Regions from separate parts of the Triticum aestivum genome. Here region 1 is linked to region 2. A link is a contact called in public Hi-C data. All regions are on one chromosome and are shown on one strand. The core of a region is the stretch at or near the end of the contact, and the rest is flanking DNA. Distances in the headings are between cores, read along the strand shown.

Region 1 (5,570 bases), core at 1,927-4,426, 160 kb before region 2:
AGTGAGCTAAAAGGACAGACCTCTCATTTGCATCATCACTGTCATTGGAATCTTTAAACCTCATTCCAATGGAAAACGGATGGTTCAAGCTCTTAGAGAACCTCCAATATGGCACAATAAATTCTGATGCGCCACTCCTGCGGAAGGATGACAAACTGGAATTATTTAGGTCACTAGCTGTTTTATAATACTTAAAAGGCGTAGTAAAGCACAAGACTGAGGCACCATGAAGACAAAAGGACCATCAAATTGCAAAGACAGAATATATGCATAGCCCAAGTGAATAATAAGAATTTCCTAACTTAATGTGCATTGACAGACAAACCTTGGGTCGAAACAAACATGGAAAATACTTCTATTTTCCAAGGAACTGGCAACAGCAGATAGTGTGTGCAGCTTTGATTCATTACTGTTGACAGCTCTAAAAAGGGCTTCATTTCTAAGCTGAACTGCTCTCCGTACACCCAATCTTAGCTCACCATCATCGCCTCTGCAAAAAAAAAAGAATGTCTATGGCACTGAAAAGAATGTAGAAAACATACAAAGCATTAATTCATTAAATTGCCAGATGCTTACCGAAGAAATAAGACTGCATCCCCGGAGACAAGTTTTTTCTTGTTGACAAACGAACTCCAGCCTGTTGTTAGAAGATGCCTACGAGGTTGACCTGGAATTCCAGAAAGTATTTACCGCGCATCACAATTGCGAACCAAGTGAGAGAAGGTGAAATAAACATATTGAATAATGCTAGTAAAATGGGTAGTAAGTTACTGAAGATGACGTTTAACACTTAAACCATTGCCCAAGAACTTCAGGGGTATTAAGTAGGTCAAAACAAGCACAAACTCACCAAACGCGACTAGAAATCTAATCACACTAGGATCTCTGATAAAATAAAACCAAAGCTAGCTCACCTCTCACCTATCATGAGAAATGACAACAAGAGCGTACTAACAGAAACTTAATTTAGGTCGGACATAAGTTCACTTTCATAATTTAAGTCAGCAATCAAGAAAGGGGAGACAAATTACCATCTTCATACTACAAAGTACTAACAGAAACTTGATGACACCCCTTTTATAAAATTGAATTGCCCACCTTACTCATCTAATGACTTGAATTCCAAATACAACCACAGCGATCAAGCTAACCGATTTCATAACCAGATTTGATACCCTAAATTCGGCCTTTACCAAGCACATGCAGCAAGCATATCAGTTTTTTTTTTTACTTTCCACACAAAGCATGAAGGTATATGGATATCGCAACAGCAACAACAAAATCTCCAAGTAAACATGACATGTTACGCACCTCTATAAATATGGCGAAACCTCCACTGTGTGCCATGCAAGTCCTTGGCAACGAGCTCTTGAGAAGGCCTGACCTGCTTGTAGTCCTACAAAGAATTGCAGAGATTGAAGTGGTGAGATCAGCAACAAAAGTGACTATATCAATGTGCAGGTTTGGAATTATTTTTTCCAAGCGCCTCACCAAAGGTGCGAAACAGTCCTCGGCTGCCCGGCGAGGAACAGAGAAACCTCCATGCGTGCTCGTATCGGAGGCAGTGAGGGTCTTGCAGAACATGTGAGGCATACGGGGCTTCTTCTCTCCGTCACCACCGGCCATCTCGTCCTCCCCCTCTTCGGATGCAGACTCACGGACGTTTTGTCTGAACATCTGAAGCACAGAAGGGGAACACTTACACAGAGCAATGAATGGCATTTTACCTTATTTGCAAGTTCGCAAGGATACTGCTCCATTGCAAGCAAAATCGTACTGTAATAACTATGTGGCATCTGTAATCAAGCTTACGGTTATGGCAGGACCGGTGTATTCATGCTCTCATGTACTATGATTTCTTTTGGAGGAAAACAAGTGTACCTTCTCCAAGGTCATAATAAAAGACTCACATCCAGAAACAAAAGAGGAAGAGGAATTCAGCAACGATTTAATACAGTAGCAACTGATGCCAGAGTGAGCTGGAACGCTTAAAACACCAAACACGCACACAGCTGTAAAGAAACAAGGATGCATGGGAGCCTGGGAGGTGATGTTCATGTTTCAGGCTCCAACATTTCACTGCCGAAAACAACGATGCATGAGATATAATGTTCATCTTTCAGGCTCCAACATTTGACTGTCCGAAGCCATATTGCTGATGCCAACTCTCTGCGCTCCGACGAACCAAATGCATATGGAACGGGGGAGGAAGCGACTGACGTAGAACAGCCCAGATCCCCAAATGGAAATGGGAGCGACTGGCAGCAAGATACTGAAGCAGGACAGGAGCACTGACCTCGGCGTCCGCCAGCAGCGCGAGGCGCGCGTACACCTCGTCCGTCGCCGCATCCGCCTGCAAGCGCGCCACGAAAATCACGCCATCGATCGATCAGGAGACCTCGTTTCAGAAGAAGAAGAAGAAGCGGAACGGCCGGGCGCGAGGATGGCAAGGGGACTCACGCAAAGCTCGACGCCGACGACGCGGCACGCCACGTGGGGCGGCACGCGCGGCGCCCCGGCCGGCGCCGGGGCCGGGGCCTCCCCGCCGCCCGCCGCGAGGTGCGCCTGCGGCAGGTACACGACGGCGCTCCCGCGCCTGGGCAGCGCCACCCCGGGCCCAGCGCACGCGTGCCACAGCTCCCCGCACACGCCGACAGCCGCCGCCTCCCCGTCCTCCTCCACGCTGTTCAGGTCGATCCCCATCGGTCGGTCCGTCGCTCTCCCCCCAGAGCTAGCTAGCTAGACCAACCTCCGCCGCGTTAATGCTGTCGCAGCGCAGTGGATGGCGGCGCAGAGGAGCGAGTTTATGGTGCTAGCGGCGGCAGCGGCAGCGGCAGAAGCAAACAATGAATGCGCACCCCGCGAAGGCGAACGCGTCGCGCTCTAGCCATGTCGCTCCGCCCGTCCCATCTAGGAGTACTACTAAGGCAGGGAGTAGGCCAACTGGCCCCCGCCCCCACCGTGGTCTCCCCCGGCTGGCTGCGGCGGTCGCTGTTCCGCCCTGCTCGCTCGCTCACTGTAGCGCCAGGCCTGTGCCGTGCCGCGCCGCGGCGCCTTTATGGCGATGGGGGCCTCGAAAGGCGCCCGGGCTTGGCTCGCCCGCTGGCTTTTTCCGGCGGTCTTTGTTTGGTTGCCCCGCGTCGGGTTCCGCGCTTGGATGGTCTCGGCCGGGTCCGGTCGGGTGGTGGCTGCCGTTCCACTGTTCCCGAACAGCAAGAGAGAGACTGGCCTCGGGGCGGGCGTCGGGGCAAAGAAAGCAAAGCTAGGAGGAAATGAGATGCGGCAAAGGTTGCTTTCGTGGGGGTGCGCTGCTTGTCTATTTGCGCCTGCGCTGTGCGTGGCTTTTCTCAGGGTGTGGGGAGAGGCCCGGCAGTGTCGCTGTCACGTGCTGCCGCAAATGTGCATGGGTGCGCTGCTTTGAGCGTGGGACGTACTCCTAGTACGTGGTAATTTTTTAAAGGGCCGGTCGTCGCAACGCGATTGGAACTGAGCAAAGGGCGAAAGGGCGTTCCTGCCGCTAATAAAGGAATGCATTCTCTCTTTACTGAGAAAAGCAATCAGTTCAGTTCAAGGAAAAGTGTGATCAAACTAAAAAAATTGGAGTGGAGTACGTAGGTTAAACGACAAGTGTGAAAACACATGCCTTCACAAGAGTCAAGACGACCAAAGTCATTTTTTACGTGGAAAAACCGTCACACGGAATGTAACGGCACGGCAAGTCAGCAACACAACAGCAAGCAAACGGGTCCGCTGCCGCGGTCCGTCCGTCGACGGCCGATCTTGATGACGCGGGGACCCGCCACTGGTCCCCGGCGGCAGCCCGTGGTCGTGTGGCGCGGCGTGACGGACCAGATAATGAAGCGGCGCGACAAGAGAGCCCGGGAATACAGCCGAGCGCGGCCTCCCGAGATTCCCCGCCCACTTTTTCCTCGCTCCCCCACCCACTCCTTTCATCTCTCTCTCTCTCTATCCCCAGCGGTCCAGGCAGACCGTGGAAAAAGATCGCGCGAAGCAGGGGAAATCAATCAACGACGAGGCGACGTGCACAGCAGTCGGGGCAGGCGTCAGCACTCACCACATAGGGCCCGTCACGTCCCACGGGTCCCTCCCGCCTTTAACTCTGCAGCACGGCGCGGCCAGCGGCTCAGCCGGGCGCCCGAGCGGTCGTCCGCCGGTCTCCACCCCACCCGTCGCTCGTGCCACCCTCCCCTCCCCCGCTCGCCGAAAGCCGCCGCTGCATGCCGTGCGGCCGAGCGGCGATGCGGCGTGTCATCTGCCATTGTGTGCCCATGCGCGCGTGAGGCGTGGGCGCTTGCTTTCTCGTGCTGGCGCGTCGGGTGACAGGACGCGGGGGGGAGCAGAGCGGAGCGGGGAGAGGGAGGGAGGGCTCGGCTTTCCCGGGGGGCGTGTCGACCGCGTACTCGCGCGCTGTGCTCTGACACTCTGACGCACGCCGCTGCCTCTGACTCGCTGGCCGCTCTGGGGGTTCACGTGCCCGGCCGGAAAGACGAGGGACGACTGCCCAGCCCCAGGCTTTGCTGGCTCATCGGATGCCGCGGCTGTTCACCGGTCAATGCGACAGTGCTTGGATACTGGTGGCAGTCGCTGCTGGCCGGGCCGGTGATGCGACGCTGGTCATGAAGAGTGGTAGGGTCCGGCGTCTCCGTGGCGGTGAGTGGCCCTCGTGGTCTCGGCCGAGTTTTGATAAGCGAGGCGACCGGGGCATCTACGGCCAACAACAGTGTGTGCCACGAACCGGACCCTCTTGTACAAGTTTTAAAACGGACATTGTATTCGATACAGAAGCCGACCATTCGATCATACTCGCACACATTCCAAACCAAATGTAAACAAAACTGACGAATTTCATGCAAACCGGATCATTTTTATTTAAACTGGATCAAATTCATTGCATATTATAAATATTTCAACAGAACAAAAACCGTGACGGAGTCCGTGTCCCATGTCTTGTTTTCACGTGTCCGGCATACTCACCGATCGTGATCTCTAGAAAGTGCAGCAGCGGGAGAGGAAGAATAGGAGTGGTCTTCCTCCCTTGAATCCGCCGTGTCAACAGCGCCACACATGGATAGGCCGGCCTCGTCGTCGTGGCGGCAAGGCGTAAACCGCGGTGGCAGTGCGGCCTTCTTCGGCCACCTCCGCGTCTGTCTCCGTGAACAGGGCGTCCCTCTTCACACGTAGGACACGCAACTACCACGCTCGCGGCGGATGGAAGCTCGGATCCTCTGCGACCATGTTTGGGAACGTAGCATGCAATTTCCAAAAATTTCGTACGCTCACGCAAGGTCTATCTAGGAGATGCATAGCAACGAGAGGGGGAGAGTGTGTTCACGTACCCTCGTAGACCGAAAGCGGAAGCGTTCGACAACGCAGTTGATGTAGTCGAACTTCTTCTCGTTCCAACTGATCAAGCACCAAACGTACGGCACCTCCGAGTTCTGCACACGTTCAGCTCGATGACGTCCCTCGAACTCTTGATCCAGCAAAGTGTCGAGGGAGAGTTCCGTCAGCACGACGGCGTGGTGACGGTGATGGTGAAGTAATCAGCG
Region 2 (5,953 bases), core at 108-2,607:
ATTGGTTTTGGCCGGGATGGCATAACCGTGCAGCTGTGCATCTTGAATCGACTCGCGTGGGAGGAGGAGCGGCACTGCTGGGTATAGCCGCAATGTCTCTTTCATGGCCGCCTGCAGGAGGTTCATCTTCCCCAGCTCCTCCTCGAGGACTCCTCCATGCGCGCCTGCTGCAACCTGTCTCACCTCTGATTGCACCTTTGCCATTTCTCTTGGATTCTTGATGAGCTCCGCCATGGTCCATTCTATCGTCTTGTAGGTCGTGTCGGTGCCACCTATGAACATGTCCTGCAGATGCAATACAATGCCAAGATATAAGCTAATAAGCATGTACTCTGGCTGCTCCTACTCCTAGTGGCAGCTGGTGCCACATATACTGCTGATCTACAAAACCGGCAACCAATTCTTGTTCTCAGATTAATACTTAGCGTTTCTCGAACAAAACAAATTAATTTCACTTACCAAGATAAGTCCCTTCACATCAATCCGGTCCAGCTTAAACCCCTGGTCGCCATCCTTAGCGATCGAGAGCAAGTCGTCCAGGAGGTCCCGAGCCTCGCCGTCGTTTCCTGGGTCCTCCTCGTGCTCCGTGATGGTCCTCTCCATAATAATGTCGAGCTTGGCCGCCGTCGCCGTGAGCGACGTGTTCCCGAGATTAGGGTGGCTAGTGGACTGGGCAACGGGGCTCGACGCGAGGATGAAGAGGACCTTGGCCGGCTCGACGCCGCCAAGCTTGTGCCCGAAAGCCGCCCGCGAGATCACGGAGTAGGTTAGGGTGATGATGAGCTCGGTGACGTTGACCCCCGGGCGTTTGCCGCCGTCCTCCTGGGCGCCACTGGCCGCCCGGACCCGTCCCACGAAGCGCGCGGCCTCCTCCTCCCGGAGGGCGCGGAAGGAGTCGACCCGCTTCACGCTGAGGAGGTGCACCACGGCGATGCGGCGTAGTTGGCGCCAGCGCTCGCTGTAGGCGCTGAAGGCGACGTCCCGGCAGCCGTAGAACGTGCCGCGGGTCATGTACTGCTGCGGGCGGCTGCAGAAGACGTGGTCCTGGGTCCTGAGCACCGCGTCGGCGAGCGGGGCCGAGGAAACCACGACGGCCCGCACGGCGCCGATGCGGAGGAGGATGAGCGGGCCGTGGCGCCGAGCTAGGGCCTCCAGCGTCCGGTGATGGCGGCCCCGCCCGAACTGGAGCAGGTTGCCGATGATAGGCAGCCCAGGTGGCGAAGGTGGCTGCGCACTCCGGCGGCCATATCGGAAGCCTCTCGCGACGATGGTGAAGCAAGATACCACGAAGAGGAGGCAGAGGAGTAGTGTAGAGTCGAGCTGAAGAGATGCCATGAGGGCTAGCTAGCCTGGCAGAGCGAACGGACGCTACATGTGTGTGCAACGACCAGATAGCTAGCGGTGAACTTAAGTTGATCCGCAGGATCCACACAAGACAAATTTCGCCTGATGGATACGCACCGCTGAAGAATCTGCGGCGGGGTGACCATGCATGTCTGGACGACCGGACACGTACGGCGGCGATACGAAGGACTGGAAGCCATGTGGCAGAGCTGCGCATGGAACGACGAGGCCGGCTGGAGGACAACGGAGTGGATATAATTCATGTGGTGGTGGTACGATTCAGGCATTGAGCGATGGTTGTTGCACGGCGGGACGGAGATCATATCGGAAATATCTGCTTTCGACGCGCCCAGCATGCATGAATGCATGGACAGAACAGCAACATCGTTGTCCCGATACCGGCAAAAGAAAAAGAAAAACATCGTTGTCCCGAATCCCGATGCAATCATGCAAGATGCCGACCCAGGCCAGGGAAGAGGCGGCAGGTGCGAAGCTGTGGTATTTTTCTCTTTTTGAGAAAAGGGCGATCTCTCTGATTTTCATTACTATTAACACTTTTCACCAAATTTCATTAATACTAGCAAAAGGATCCGTGCGTTACAACGGGAGAAAAAAATCTTAATCTTCAAAGACCATGACAACATTTTGCTGCTTCACTGATAACATTTTGGCGAACATTTTGTTCAATTACCTTCACATTTTTTAACACACAAACTTTTTTAAAAACTCATGAACACTTTCTTATTTCCCAAACTTTCTGAATATGCAAATGTTTTATGAATATTTTGAATCCACAAAGATTTTATGATTTATAAAATTTTAGTCAAAGTCATATTATTTGGAATTTTCAGCTCAATCAGAATATATTTGAGGGGATATTTTTCTTTTCTCTTCCTTTTTCTTTTTTGAAAATTGAGAATCTGTTCAGCAATGCTCAGTGGGCCGGCCCAGTGAACGTAGCAGCAGCAGCAATAATAGTGCCAGCCGGTCCAAGGCCTAACCGGCCGAACCGGCCCAACAACTATAAAAATAGTATTCGTCACGGAGATGTGATGCCCCAAAGGCAGGACGAGGATTTAGAGCTCTCGGGTGCTCCGCACCCCTATACGTACAATACCAGAAAAAAAATACTGAGAAATTTAAAAAAAGAATCTGGGATTTTGGGATATCATACGTGGGTTTCCGATGTACTCCCGTCTGAAATTTGATGAAAAAATACCAGGAAACGTATTCGTGGCAAAAAAGACAAATTTTTCCTATGTTATAGCAAAACACTATTTGGGTACATTTTTTCCGGGCAGTAATTCCTTCGCCACTGATACGTTTTTTGGTATTTTTTCATGAAATTTCACACAGAAGTAGATTAGGAAACCATGTTACATTCCGAAATTTTGGATTTTTTTTATTTTCTGGGAATTTTTAACGAATATTTTTCGTATAGGGTTGCGGAGCACGCGAGAACTCCCGTACTTGCAGTGCGGTTTGATTGGCCACAGGAAGAATACTTGCAGCAATCGGCCATAGGTAGCTTTGCAGAATGAGATTCTATATTAGCTTTCGTGTGGTTTCAGGATGCATGTTTAGCTTGCCGTCATTCGTTGATTAGAAAACTTGCTATTCTAAACATCGTGGCACATAGATTTCTGTATGGTGTAATTTTGTCTCTCCAAAGACCTGAACTCATTGATATTCAAAGACATGCGAGATGATGGCGTTCTATTCGGGACAAATCTTGCTTTTAATCAATTAGAATCCGTGTTAGGGCTAAGATATTTTGAACTGGCACATCGAGCAATAATCCTGCCCATCTTCATTTATCTTGCAATGGAAAAAAAAGAACATAAAGGGGTATTGATAATGGCAGGAATGAGCATTTATTTTGAACAATGCATGCGCTTTACGACGCGTGGTTTACATGCGCTGCCACTGTGCAAAAATAAGGATGCAGTGCCGTGTAAAACGTCTATTAAAATTGTAGAAAAAACACCACTGCACCACACGCACCCCACCTCCATCTCGCACCTGCCACGATTCCTCCCACCAGCCCCCACCTCCCTCCTCCCCCGGCGCACCTCCCCCCGATCCACCTTCTGCCCTGCCGGGGAGCCGCGCCGCCCCACCCCCCGCTGGCACCGCGGCCTCCTCCCCCTCCCGGCTTCTTCCCCCGTCGGCACCGCGGCCTCCTCTCCCGCCAGGCTTCTTCCTCGCTGGCACGGTGGCCTCCTCTCCCGCCTTGCTTCTTCCCCGCCGGCACGGCGGCCTCCTCCCTGATCCAGCTTCTTCCTTCGCCGGCACCACGACCTCCTTCCCGGCGCCACCGCGAACCCGGTCGTGCGCCACCAGGGGAGCGACCTCCCCTGCTCCCGCGCCTCCGACCTCGTGTGTACTACCCCTCGCCGCCGCACCAGGTGCAACCGCCGCTCCTCTCCCTCCCTTTCCCAGCCAAGATCCGCCTCCCCCGCGGCACGGGCGTCAACTTCGCCGACTTCGACCTTCACGAGCGCGCTCTCGTCTGCTCCCCTGCAACCTTCGTCGTCTGCCCCACGACGTGCGTGTGCGGGTGCCCAATCCCCCGCGGCGGCAGCCACCAATGTCTGGAGCGGTGTGCCACAGACAAACCGACGGCGGCGTCCCGCCCCTGCTCCTGCGACCGGCCCTTCCATCCCTTCCTTCCATGCCACGCGACACACACGCGCGCAGCTGCTACCGGCAGGGCACCAGCTCGCCCCGCCCGTTGGCCCTTCCCTTCCTTCCATCTCTCTCCCTCTTGCGCCCCTTCTCCTCTGGCCACCCCCGCATCGGCTGAGCATCCCCGCGGCCGGGCAAGCGTTGCCGCCGGCGAGCTCCTCCTGCGACTCCCCTTCCTTTTATTTGCAGGGGTGTTTTTGCAAAAAGGAAGTGTTCTCTCGGATTCCAACTTCAAATAGGAGTGCGGGTTGAATTCTAGAAAACGCAGGGGCTTTTCTGCAAAAAACGCCGATGACGTACGACCAGAAACCGTAGCTGCTTTATTATATTAGGGAAAGATTAATAGAAAGGGGTTTTTCTTGCACCGATGTGGGCCTTTGTACCACTTGTGGGCTTTTTTGTTTTTTCTTGGGTTTCTTTTCGTGTTCTCCAGTGAATGTTGGATAAACGGCTAGGAGCACGTGTGTGCTTTCCATTGATTTTTGTGTCCTCATTTTAATTTTTTAAAATATTTTTGCTATTTTTGCATGAAAGTCTTTTGCTTCTTTCATACTTTTCTGGATTTTTCTTTGTTTGGCAACGTTTGATGAATATGTATTCCAGTGTCTGGATTTTTTTTAAATCTGCAATGTTTACAAAAATAGATAAACTTTTTAATGGTTTATTTTTTTGCAATTTTTTATTTTAAATACGTGATGATCTTGTTTATTCCGCATGTATGTATGCATATATGCAACCTTATTTCCATTTTGTATATTTTTTTTCTTCATGCACTTTTTTTTACTTTGTATTTGTTCATATCATTTGAGATGGTATTTTCAAAATAAGGGGTTTAAAGATTTATTGTGTTTTTTTTCATGTGATCCTCATCGCATTGTTTTTCTTCTTCATTTTTTCACCTTTTTCTTGTTTTCTTTTATATTTTAATTAATCATTTCTAACGAGAATATTGTTGCTACCCATTTTGCTTTCAATATTTTATTAAACAACTACTTTTACGTTTCAATTTGAAAATATTTCCATTTGGTTGCACAATCCCCCTCGACTGCAACTATAGTCTTCTACGCGACTATAACTTAGTGGTGATTTTTCAGGAGTCAAGAGCAGTTGCATGTGTGCCACTAGGCACGCAACTGCAAGTGTTGCTCTGGCTGCAACTCTAAGGTGTTTTTTTCAAGGAGAGGGGTAGTTGCATGTCTACCACTAGGCATGCAATTGCAAGTGTCGCCCCAACTGCAACTGCGATTATGTTGTGTTTTATCAAGGAGACGTTGTTGCATGACTACCACTAGGCATGCAATTGTAAGTATTGTCACCGACTACAACTTTGTGGTGTTTTTGTCGAGGAGGAGGGCAATTGCATGTGTGCTACTAGGCACGCAACTGCAAGTGTCGCGCTTCGCTTCAACTATGAGGTATTTTTTCAAGGAGAGGATAGTTGCATGTTTGCCACTAGGCATGCAACTGCAACTGTCGCCTCCAACTGGCAACTGTATGTCTTCAATGCAATTGCAATTATGTGGTGTTTTGTCGAGAGGGGTTGTTGCGCGTCTGCCAGTAGGCATGCAATTGTAAGTGTTGTCACTAACTACGACTTTGTGGTGCTTTTTGTTGGGGAGGTGGGAAGTTGAATGTCCATCACTAGGCACGTAACTCCAAGTGACGTCCCTGACTGCACCTTTAAGGTGTTTTTGTAAGGAATTCCACTAGACATGCAATTGTAAGTGTCTCTCCTGACTGCAAATGCACGTCTTTAACACGAGACTACAACTCTTAGTATTTTACTAAGTTGACTCAGATAGGTTATTGCTGGCGTTGGATAAAGTGGCAGCGCCATAGCTCATCATAGGTCAAATAAAAAAAGACTAAAATTAATGAAAGACTTGACAAAATAAAAGACTCAAAATTTGAACTGGTGGTA

The links. Hi-C and Micro-C count contacts between places; a contact is called where the count stands out from the background.
Region 1: a contact with region 2 is called in a Hi-C map of leaf, with 5 times the contacts expected there. The contact joins the promoter of LOC123182627 here to the promoter of LOC123172856 in region 2. A contact is called at or near these places in 2 of 5 Hi-C or Micro-C datasets (both in leaf) and 1 of 1 datasets of contacts at active chromatin or transcription factors (leaf).

Annotation. Positions count from the first base shown.
Region 1 is chr1D:429,533,223-429,538,792 of IWGSC CS RefSeq v2.1, reverse strand. It overlaps LOC123182627 (auxin response factor 14), which reads right to left and starts at 3,176. Exons shown (of 10, transcript XM_044595259.1): 1 at 2,461-3,176; 2 at 2,297-2,353; 3 at 1,492-1,677; 4 at 1,312-1,396; 5 at 577-667; 6 at 326-490; 7 at 21-137. The coding sequence starts at 2,703.
Region 2 is chr1D:429,370,363-429,376,315 of IWGSC CS RefSeq v2.1, reverse strand. LOC123172856 (cytochrome P450 71A1) reads right to left here and starts at 1,357. Exons shown (of 2, transcript XM_044589762.1): 1 at 460-1,357; 2 at 1-285. The coding sequence starts at 1,335.